3 separate regions of the Zea mays genome follow, and regions 2 and 3 are each linked to region 1. A link is a contact called in public Hi-C data. All regions are on one chromosome and are shown on one strand. Each heading gives the region's core, a stretch centred on a gene start, on an enhancer-like site or on the middle of the called end of the contact. The rest is flanking DNA. Distances are from core to core; before and after follow the strand shown. Region 1 holds the start of LOC103628194. Region 2 has its middle 22 kb from the start of LOC100383424. Region 3 has its middle 51 kb from the start of LOC100383424.

Region 1 (3,021 bases), core at 205-2,704:
TATTATTATATGTCCCTGTTGCAACGCACGGGTACTCACCTAGTTGCGGTTGAAGGTTGTTAGGGCTGGATTAGCCGAAAACAAACACAATTCTGGCCTCAGCATGACCCAGCCCGACCAGGCGTGGCTGGTCCTACCTTGCCTTGGTCCGGTTCTTAGAGTTGCTCTTATAGATTACAAGGTGTCAGTTTAATTAGTGGAATTTGTCAACGATCGTGAACAAGCAAACATCTGGCCTCTGTGGTCTGTGAACTTTTTATACTCCGCATGTATTCCGTTGAAGGTCCAGAATGGCAAAGAAAGTGTAGATAATTTTAAATAAATAGTTCTGTATACGACTGTACAAACTAGCAAATGCAATGTGTCCATGCATACATTCCAAATGGCATTCTTGGGGATTCCACTTCGCCGGCACAAGCATCTGGTTTCTGAATTAATCATCTGCCATTGTTAATCCGGTTCTGTCGGTAATACTAATACCCGGCAACGTCTCGTATGTTCAGAGACTTGGGAAGAGAACCGATCAGTCTTCGCCACGCCCCCATCATGACAGACATGACCTGACTTGTGCAAACATAAAGGTTTGTCCCAAGTCAAAGTTTTGAAACTTTGATCAATAATATCTATAAAAGTAATTATTTTTAAATTAAAGAAATTATATACTATGCTAGATGTTTTAATAATAAATATAATAGTTTATTTTTATTTAGTCAATGTTTATAAATATTTTGTTATTAATGGTCAAAGTAAATTTTGATCTAAAACAAACCTTTGTGGCCTTGAGATAAGGAACGGTGGGGAGTATAACAAAGAAAAATAAGGTTTGGCTGGTGACAGTTTAGAAGATTAGCTCAGCCCATCATGTATTCATGTGCATGTCCATGCCCAAACCAAAGCGACCAACTGATTTGCTGCTGAATCTGATGCCACAAATCATAAATGTCTCTGGATGGATCAGGTAGCCAAACGTTGTTCCCGCCTACTGTTCTTATGGAATGGAAGCTTTTTTTTTCCTCCGGCTCTGCACTGCACGTCTGCACGCCCCTTGCCTGTCCAACGGGAGAAAAAAAGGCGGGCATGATGAGGGTGAGGCCAGTGGCCACTGAGAAGGGGCACGTGAAAACCATTTGTGGTAATCACTTCTGTCATCCCATGCGGGACGTCAAAATCATTGCTGTTCCCTGTGGTAATCACTTTCGTTATACATTATCCGCTTGAAACAGAGATTCTACGAAGCAGCAGCGTGTGTGTTGAACCAAACAGCACCACGGTGTCTACTAATAGGACACGCGTGTGTTTGTCTTTAATAATGCGATACTATAAATTGGAAAATGAAAAAATATAGTTATATTTAAATAAATATCTATTTAATCAATGTCTATTTATACGATATACACACACAAAAAATGGTAGCAATTTAAAAAGCCAGCTGGTGCTCCGTGCTCGCAAGGATTCCGCAACGGGCCACTGCTAGGATTTAGGGAAGGGCAGATACGAATTTCGAGAGGCGGTTGCTTTGTTCCGCTTCTGCCGTCGCCGTCCCGATTCCCGTTCGTCGACCTCCAATCGGACGGACGGCAACTGCCCGAACCCCTCTCGCCTCCACCTGGCCTCGCGTCGCCGCGCCGCCGCGACGACCAGCTCGCTCGCACGTCCGTTCTGTTTCTTTCCTCCTGGCAGAGTAGAGTCTGCCCACCACCATCTCCATTCTCCACTACGTGGTCCGTGCCTCCCCCAACCGCCCACTCCCCTCCTTCCCCTCCTCGTCCTTCCCGCTCCTCATGCCCTGGCGACGCCATTGGTAGCTTCGCTTCGTCTGTTGGTCGGAGCGCAGGGGAAGCGAGAGGGGGGAGGGCGAGGGCGCTAGGAGGGGAGGGAGGAGTCCGACGGAGCAGTGGCAAGATGTTCGACAGCTTGCTCAACTCCAAGTTCTACAACAAATGGTACCCAAAGATTGCCTCCTCTTCCTCAGGTTTCTTGGTGCTCCGCTCGCTCTGTTCACGGTCCCAGTTGGATTCGTTCCTTCTCGCGCCTGCTGTTCCTCGGCTCTTGGGTAGTTTCTTCGCTGGGTTTGGATTCCTTTTTCTTTTCGCTGTCAGTTCTTCTCTCTTGTTTCTTTCTCTGGGACGATGGGATGGTATGCTGAATGCGGTTTTCCCTTCCCCACGTCCGCGACGATTTGTTTAACCTGAACGGGAAAAGCGGCTTGGGCTAACTAATCTTTTGTTTTGTCTGTTCCACGACGGATGCAGTAAGCACGCCTTCAAATGCATCCGGACGCGGATGGCTCTGATAAGGCGGAAGAAGCACGCCATGATCCGGTTCCTGAAGAAGGACGTCGCCGACCTCCTCGCCAATGGCCTCGACACCCACGCCTTCCGAAGGGTATGTTTCTCCACCCGGGCTCTCTGTTGTTCAACGTTGCGTATGCATAGCACTAGAGTCGCGAATGTTTATTGTTCTGGGCACAAAGCGAGTAGGAGAGTCTTTGTCTAGGGGTTTAATTCATGGATGCTGCTATATTTTACAATCGCCTTTGCACCTTTTTGGCTCAAGATCTTTGCTGGTTGCTGATCTTCGGGTGTTCTGTTTCCTGGCATTAATTGCAATTTGGAATGCAGATAGATGGCCTCTTAGTTGAGCTGAACCATGCTTCTTGCTATGATATGATCGAAGGATTCTGTCATTACATTGGGAAGCAACTGGGAAGCCTTCAGAAGCAGAGGTAAATAAATCCAATCGGCTCAACTAAAATTCGGTTTTGTTTCCTCGCTTCTGTTTTCGACGACGGTAGCACTATGAAATTAATCCACAAAACACATTGTTAATGGGCATGAGTGTTGGTTACATAGTTATGAGCCTTATGGCATATCACCCCATGTCCGCCGGGGCCGACGGCTGCGATGCATTTTGTCAAGTAATCAAGACAGTAGTTCAATAGTGCTAGCATTCATAATGGTTCTGCTTGTATGTTTGGTGTTAGTAAAAATACTCTCATAGTTCAGTTAGTGAATTCCAAGC
Region 2 (3,021 bases), core at 200-2,699, 120 kb before region 1:
TCCCTTCGTCTATCCAGACTGGGGGCACCTCCATTCTATTCCTTTTGATCCATTGATCAAATGGTCATGGCCGAGAAAGATACAATCCGAAACGGCCTTTATATTGGTGCTTTATTGAATAATCTCCATATCGAAAAGCCGGTGACTTACATCAGGTTTAGTTCATATGCTTTTGGTTCGTCAACCTTCACCAAAAGGCAGGGGGCATATGTTCGAACCCAAAAATGACCGTGCGGACGGTCCGGCCCGGAGGCCGGACGGTCCGCGGTCCGGACCGTCCGCGGTGGTGGCGCGGACGGTCCGCGCGTGCGCAGAGTCAGTTAGGGTTCCTAGTTTCTCGCGGGATTTGTTACCTAAAACCGCGGGATTAACTCGGAAATCAGTTGGAAGCGGATCCAGACCTCCCCCTTTATATAGATGAAGGGCTACGGCCGATTGAACCCCCAACAATCGAACAAATCAAGTCTATTACTCGTTTTTACCTTATGCATTAGGAGTAGTTCTAGTCTAGTTCTAGTTTAGCCCTAGTTTAGTATTCCAATCCCCAAATTCTCCGCCTCTCCTCGACTCTACGTCGATTAGAGGAGTCTAGGTCGGCCTGCCCGAGCCTAGACAACTCCTAGGATCTCTCCTCCCCGACGGGGTCCCTCTCGGGAGCGAGATCCAGGCGCCGTCGGCGATCTACCGCCGCCCCTGCGCACGCGCGGACCGTCCGGCCCTAGGGCGCGGACCGTCCGGCCGTCAGGCAGGGAACTCGAGCTCCTGCACCAGGTCGCGGACCGTCCGGCCCTGTGCCACGGACCGTCCGCGTCTGACCAGAGAGCGCCGCCGCCTCGCACCAGGCCGCGGACCGTCCGGCCCCTGCGCGCGGACCGTCCGCCCCTGTGCAGAGGGCACCGCCGCCGGTTCTTCTTGAGTGATTGGCGCTCCGAAAAAGCGTCAACAGTGGTCAGTCTAGAGATCACAACGACTTCGATGGTGGGGGTAGGAGAAGAGGTGATGGGATGCGGCGTTCCAGAGCACCACAGGGTAAGTCATTGCCGATCGTTGTGGCGTGGGGCGGACTGCGGAGTTCAGCTAGACGGTTGGGGCGGTTCCGCGGAGAGGAGCTTGACCGGCACGACGGCCCGCGGGGGAGGACCTTGGCCTGCCGATTTTCGGGGAGCCGAGGAGGAGCTCGTTCGGCCGGGTGGCCTAGGACTGGAACGCGCGCCGCCGAGCCAAGTCGGCTTGGGCGTGGGCAGTCTGGAGCTCGGGCTCAGCGGAACACGGAGTCCAGAGCTTGACGCCTGGTGGAACAGGGACAGGGCGACGACGAACGAATGAACGATCGATGCAGGCAGGCACGGTCGCATGGAGCTTGTAGCTGGCTTCGTCGGTTGGTGACTGCGGCTCAGTCGACCGGGCGCGGGTGCATGCGTCTCACGTAGGGTTAGGAGTTAGGACTAGTTTTTTTCTTGTGGGTCTCTAGTTGGGCTAAGCCAAGGTGTTGCTCGAGCAACACCGGGCATATTGGGCCCCTCCTTTCTTGCAGGTACGAAGACTTCGTTAGCATCTGCAGGTCCATCCTAGTTGATAGTTCCTTTTAACTATTTAAAATTAATATTTTAAATAATATTCTATTATAAACTTTGCGGTCTTGCGTGTGGTGTGATATGTTGCTAGCCAGAAAAGAGAGTGAGTAACAGTTAGAAGTGTGAAGATATAAAAAGAGTTTTATTTAAATGACTCTAAATGATGATTTATTGAGTGACTTTAGTAGCGAGTGAGTTTAGAAAAGACGCGTGAAAAGCTCCATGCTATTTTCTTAATTTTAAATAAATTAGTAGTTACTCTCTCTTCTAGTTTATAAGAGGAATTTAGGTAGTGTTTGGTTGAAGAGTCAAATAGAACGGAGTCGTTCTGTCCCAGTTTTATTGTTGTTTGGTTACAAAGTAACTAGAACGGAGTGGCTCCAATTAAGGAATATTCTCCTCAGATCTTGTCGGTGTCTCGAGACCGGTGGGTCCCTAAGCCGACGAGTGAGTGTGCCGCGTGGCCCAGCCCAGATGGGTCGAGCGCGTGGGCGAGCGCGAAGGGGGGAAGCGAGGTGGCCGGAGACGGGCGTGAGAGAGGTGGAAATCCCGCGGCCTTCGTGTTCGTCCCGCGCCCAGGTCGGGTGCGCTTGCAGTAGGGGGTTACAAGCGTCCACGCGGGTGAGGGAAGCGAGCGGCCCCAAGAGAGCGCCTGTCCCGTCCTCGTCCCCGCGCGGCCAACCTTCTCTAAGAAGGCCCTGGTCCTTCCTTTTATAGGCGTAAGGAGAGGATCCAGGTGTACAATGGGGATGTAGCAGAGTGCTACGTGTCTAGCGGGGGGAGAGCTAGCGCCCTAAGTACATGCCAATGTGGCAGCCGGAGAGATCTTGGCACCCTGCTGGTGTGATATCGTGGCTGTCGGAGGAGCAACGGAGCCTGGCGGAGGGACAGCTGTCGGAGCGGTTGAGTCCTTGCTGACGTCCCCCTGCTTCCGTAAGGGAGCTGAGAGCCGCCGTCGTCACAGGGCTTGCGGGGGCCATCATTGCCTATCTAGCGGAGCTAGCCAGATGGGACACCGGTCTTGTTCTCTGCGGCCCGAGTCGGCTCGGGGTAGGGTGATGATGGCGCTTCCTGTTGACGTGGCGGGCCTGTGCCCTAGGTCGGGCGACGTGGAGGCTCCTCCGAAGCCGAGGTCGAGTCTGTCTTCCATGGCCGAGGCCGAGGCCGAGCCCCTGGGTCGGGCGAGGCGGAGGTCGTTCGGCAGAGGCCAGGGCGGAGTCCGAGCCCTGGGGTCGGGCGAAGCGGAGTTCGTCGTCTTCTGGGGTTGAGCCCGAGTCCGAGCCCTGGGTCGGGCGGAGCGGAGTTCGCCGTCTTCCGGGGCTTAGCCCGAGTCCGAGCCCTGGGTCGGGCGGAGCGGAGTTCGCCGTCTTCCGGGGCCTAGCCCGAGTCCGAGCCCTGGGTCGGGCGGAGCGGAGTTCGCCGTCTTCCGGGGCCTAGCCCGAGTCCG
Region 3 (3,021 bases), core at 145-2,644, 91 kb before region 1:
CACTTCCAAGGTGAATGGCTAGGAAACCACTACGAGGCCTTTCCAAAGTTCCACTAGTTCGAGAAAACCCGCTACGGATTCAGAAAGAAAGAAGCATAGGAATCCCTCATCCGAAAAGCTTTACAGACAGTCCGACTCGAGAACCTCCCTATACTCTGCAGCGATGCCTCCCCGCTTGCCCCTTTCGGGTAAGGAAATCTCTCCCTAGCTTTCCTAACTACTTGGCCAAGAGCATCTCATTCCACCCTTATGGTAGCACTATTATCTCAAGTTAATCTCCATGTTCCAATTAACACAATAGTCTTATCATGATTAATAATTAAATCAACAATAATAGTGGAACATGATCATATTTCAGTATATCATTAATCTCAAAACTAGGTAGAGCAATAGCAAGTCTGCCCAATAGTTCACTTGTTTGCAAGGTGTGGGGTAAACAAAACTAGGGAAACCTATTGTGTCCCATCAAATTAACCTAAGCATGATACAGTGATTAACAAGAACATTATTGGGTAAAGAAGAGTGATCAAGGGCACAACTTGCCTTATACTTGCGATTCCAGGTACTTCACCAAGTTTGGTCTTTAGATTTCTCATGACCTCGCTGCGACTCGTAGCAATACATACAAATAGACAAGTAGTACATAAAAATAGCATTACACCAAACATGGGAACAAACTGTGTAGGAATATTCTACGCACTACTACGGGATCGTAGGCTCGAGAACCACTATAATCGGAGTTGTGGTTAAAAAGATATGGTTTTCTAAAACTTTAGGTGATTAAATATATAGTCTATGTTGATTAATCTAAATCATGTGAGGAGAATATAACTAACTCAACTTTAATTTATGGTATAACTCGATTAGAGATCATATTATAGACAAATTATAATTATGGACATGTTAACTTTTGATTAGAAGAGTTAATAAACATAGGTCAAATAAATATCTAATTACAAGAATATGTGATATGGTACAAATGATGTTGCTACTGCTTAGACAATTTGACTGGAACGAGTCAAATTGGAGTTAAAACATGGAAGTTATGAATTATTTAAGTTTTCTAGACTTTTTACTAAGAATTCAATTTCAGCTTTAATTTATAGGAAATTAGAAATTCCTAGATCGTAGATCCTATTTCAAATAAATTTGGGGTCTGCTTGAAAGGAAATTGGACCTAGTTGTAGCGGTCTTAGAACTGCACAGGACCGCAGGTTGGTTTCATGCAAACACAAGGGTTCTTTTATAAAGGTGGCAGGCCGAAGGGGTATATGTGAATTCTAGCCGCCCGATCAAAACCATGTGCCCACGATTAAATCGGAGCCCATATGAATTCGTATGCAATGCTAGACGTTGGATCCGATATCTATGACCTCGATTTAATGAAGTGTGATCCAAGCGTAACTGCTCGATCCGATCCAGCGGTCTGGATTGTTATGTGCGAAGAGGTATGCTTAGGTCTAATCTTAGCCGTTGGTACCCGAATCAACAGATTACGCTCCACACCTCAACTCCGGTCAGAAACCTGGCAGTGCCGCCAAGCACCGCGGTGGGCTTACGTCGGTTAGCGGCGAGCTCACATTTTACTCGACTAACTCCCTACCCAAAACGTGCCATGCACAGAGGAAACTGTGGTGGACTTGGTTATGCCTTCTCGTCGGGGATCTCAATGGCCGCATGCTTGACCCCGATCGATGGTGATCCCTGGACTCTCTCACAGTGGCTCTACTCCATTTTTCCCTGCTTCTTAGCCAATGGATGGTGGCATGCGGGAGGTAGGCCAGGGCATGGGCATGCGTGTTAAATAACCAGGAACGATTTATAGTTCGTTTAGGCCTTGTTCGTTTATGCCGGATTGCACCCGGAATCGTTCCTGCACCCGGAATCGTTCCAGTTAATCAAACTTTATATAAATTAGAGAAACAATCCGGCTAGGAATTGTTCCGACCTACCAATCCGACACAAACGAACAAGGACTTAAGCGGGTCCGATTGTTTCGGTGGAAGAAATTTATAGAGTCCGGGGCATTGAACGAATCCTGCCTGGATTCTCGTCATAGAACTGAGTGGAATTCTGTTGCGGATGGTGCTTTGATTTGTTACAGGATGAAGATGGCGCTGATCACATGAGCCCACATGGCGGCAAATGGGGTAGTGCGGATAGTGGCCGACCGACGGGCCCTGCCTAGCAGCGCCACACGTGCACAACCGTGTGTTGGGCCGTGTGGCGTGGGTGGGGTGGGTCGGCCATGCAGAATAATGGGCCGCATGGTGTGGGAAACCGGCTAGGCCGAGGAAAGGAAATGGGCCCAGGGCGGTTTTGTTATTTTCTTTCTTTCTTTTGTTCTATTTGTGTTTTGTTTTCCATTCTATTTCCAAATTCAAATCTGAGTCTCTACTAACTATTAAGAGAGCATTGTAGACTGCCCCCGCCTCCCTACCCCGCCCACCCGCCCGCCGCAGTCTCCGCCGCGAACTCCGCAATCCCCACCCGCACTCCTGAAAGTTCCCTTTGACCGGGAACAAGATCTGGATGTCGCCTAGAGGGGGGTGAATAGGTGAATAATAATAATCACTTTGAATACTTAAATTCTTGCTCTACTCGAAGACCAGATCGCAGTGGAATGAAAGACCCTTCGAGTAGGTTGCAGCGGAATAGAAGATCCTGTCTCAAAATGCCCTGCACTTCAAATATAACTTGAACCACAAATAAGTATTGAAGTGCAGATATAAAGAGTAGATAAGACAGAGGATCAACACACAACACAGAGCAGAGCACACAGACACAGGAATTTATCCCGAGGTTCGGCCAAGCCTAAAATGCTTGCCTAGTCCTCGTTGGAGTTAGCCACACCTGGGCTTGGAGTCTATTTCAACTCCTTCCTCCGTTTGCTCAGATCTGTCAGTATGACAGATAGAGCCTTCCACTATGTTGAGTTCGGTTACAACAACGCTGTGGCTGCTTACAGTCTTCTTGACAGCACTCCGGCAGAGTAACAATGCGCTCAAGACTTTGCTCTAG

What was found. A called contact is a pair of places that touch in the nucleus more often than the background predicts.
Region 2: a Hi-C map of ear shows a contact between it and region 1, with 2.9 times the contacts expected there. The contact joins the enhancer-like site here to the promoter of LOC103628194 in region 1. A contact is called at or near these places in 9 of 25 Hi-C or Micro-C datasets (bundle sheath, ear, leaf and 4 more).
Region 3: a contact with region 1 is called in a Hi-C map of leaf, with 5 times the contacts expected there. The contact joins the enhancer-like site here to the promoter of LOC103628194 in region 1. A contact is called at or near these places in 4 of 25 Hi-C or Micro-C datasets (ear, endosperm, leaf and 1 more).

Annotation. Positions count from the first base shown.
Region 1 is chr5:51,570,861-51,573,881 of Zm-B73-REFERENCE-NAM-5.0, reverse strand. It overlaps LOC103628194, which reads left to right and starts at 1,454. Exons shown (of 6, transcript XM_020538379.2): 1 at 1,454-1,943; 2 at 2,253-2,385; 3 at 2,622-2,725. The coding sequence starts at 1,903.
Region 2 is chr5:51,691,084-51,694,104 of Zm-B73-REFERENCE-NAM-5.0, reverse strand. No RefSeq gene overlaps it. Among protein-coding and RNA genes, the nearest start is that of LOC100383424, 22 kb to the left of the region's middle. Within about 2 kb of position 1,449, at least 15 of the 20 cell types and tissues checked have an H3K27ac peak or open chromatin away from gene starts, as enhancers often do. A contact at or near this core is called in ear, leaf, root tip and 2 more, where this site is marked.
Region 3 is chr5:51,662,019-51,665,039 of Zm-B73-REFERENCE-NAM-5.0, reverse strand. No RefSeq gene overlaps it. Among protein-coding and RNA genes, the nearest start is that of LOC100383424, 51 kb to the left of the region's middle. Within about 2 kb of position 1,394, at least 16 of the 20 cell types and tissues checked have an H3K27ac peak or open chromatin away from gene starts, as enhancers often do. A contact at or near this core is called in ear, leaf and tassel, where this site is marked.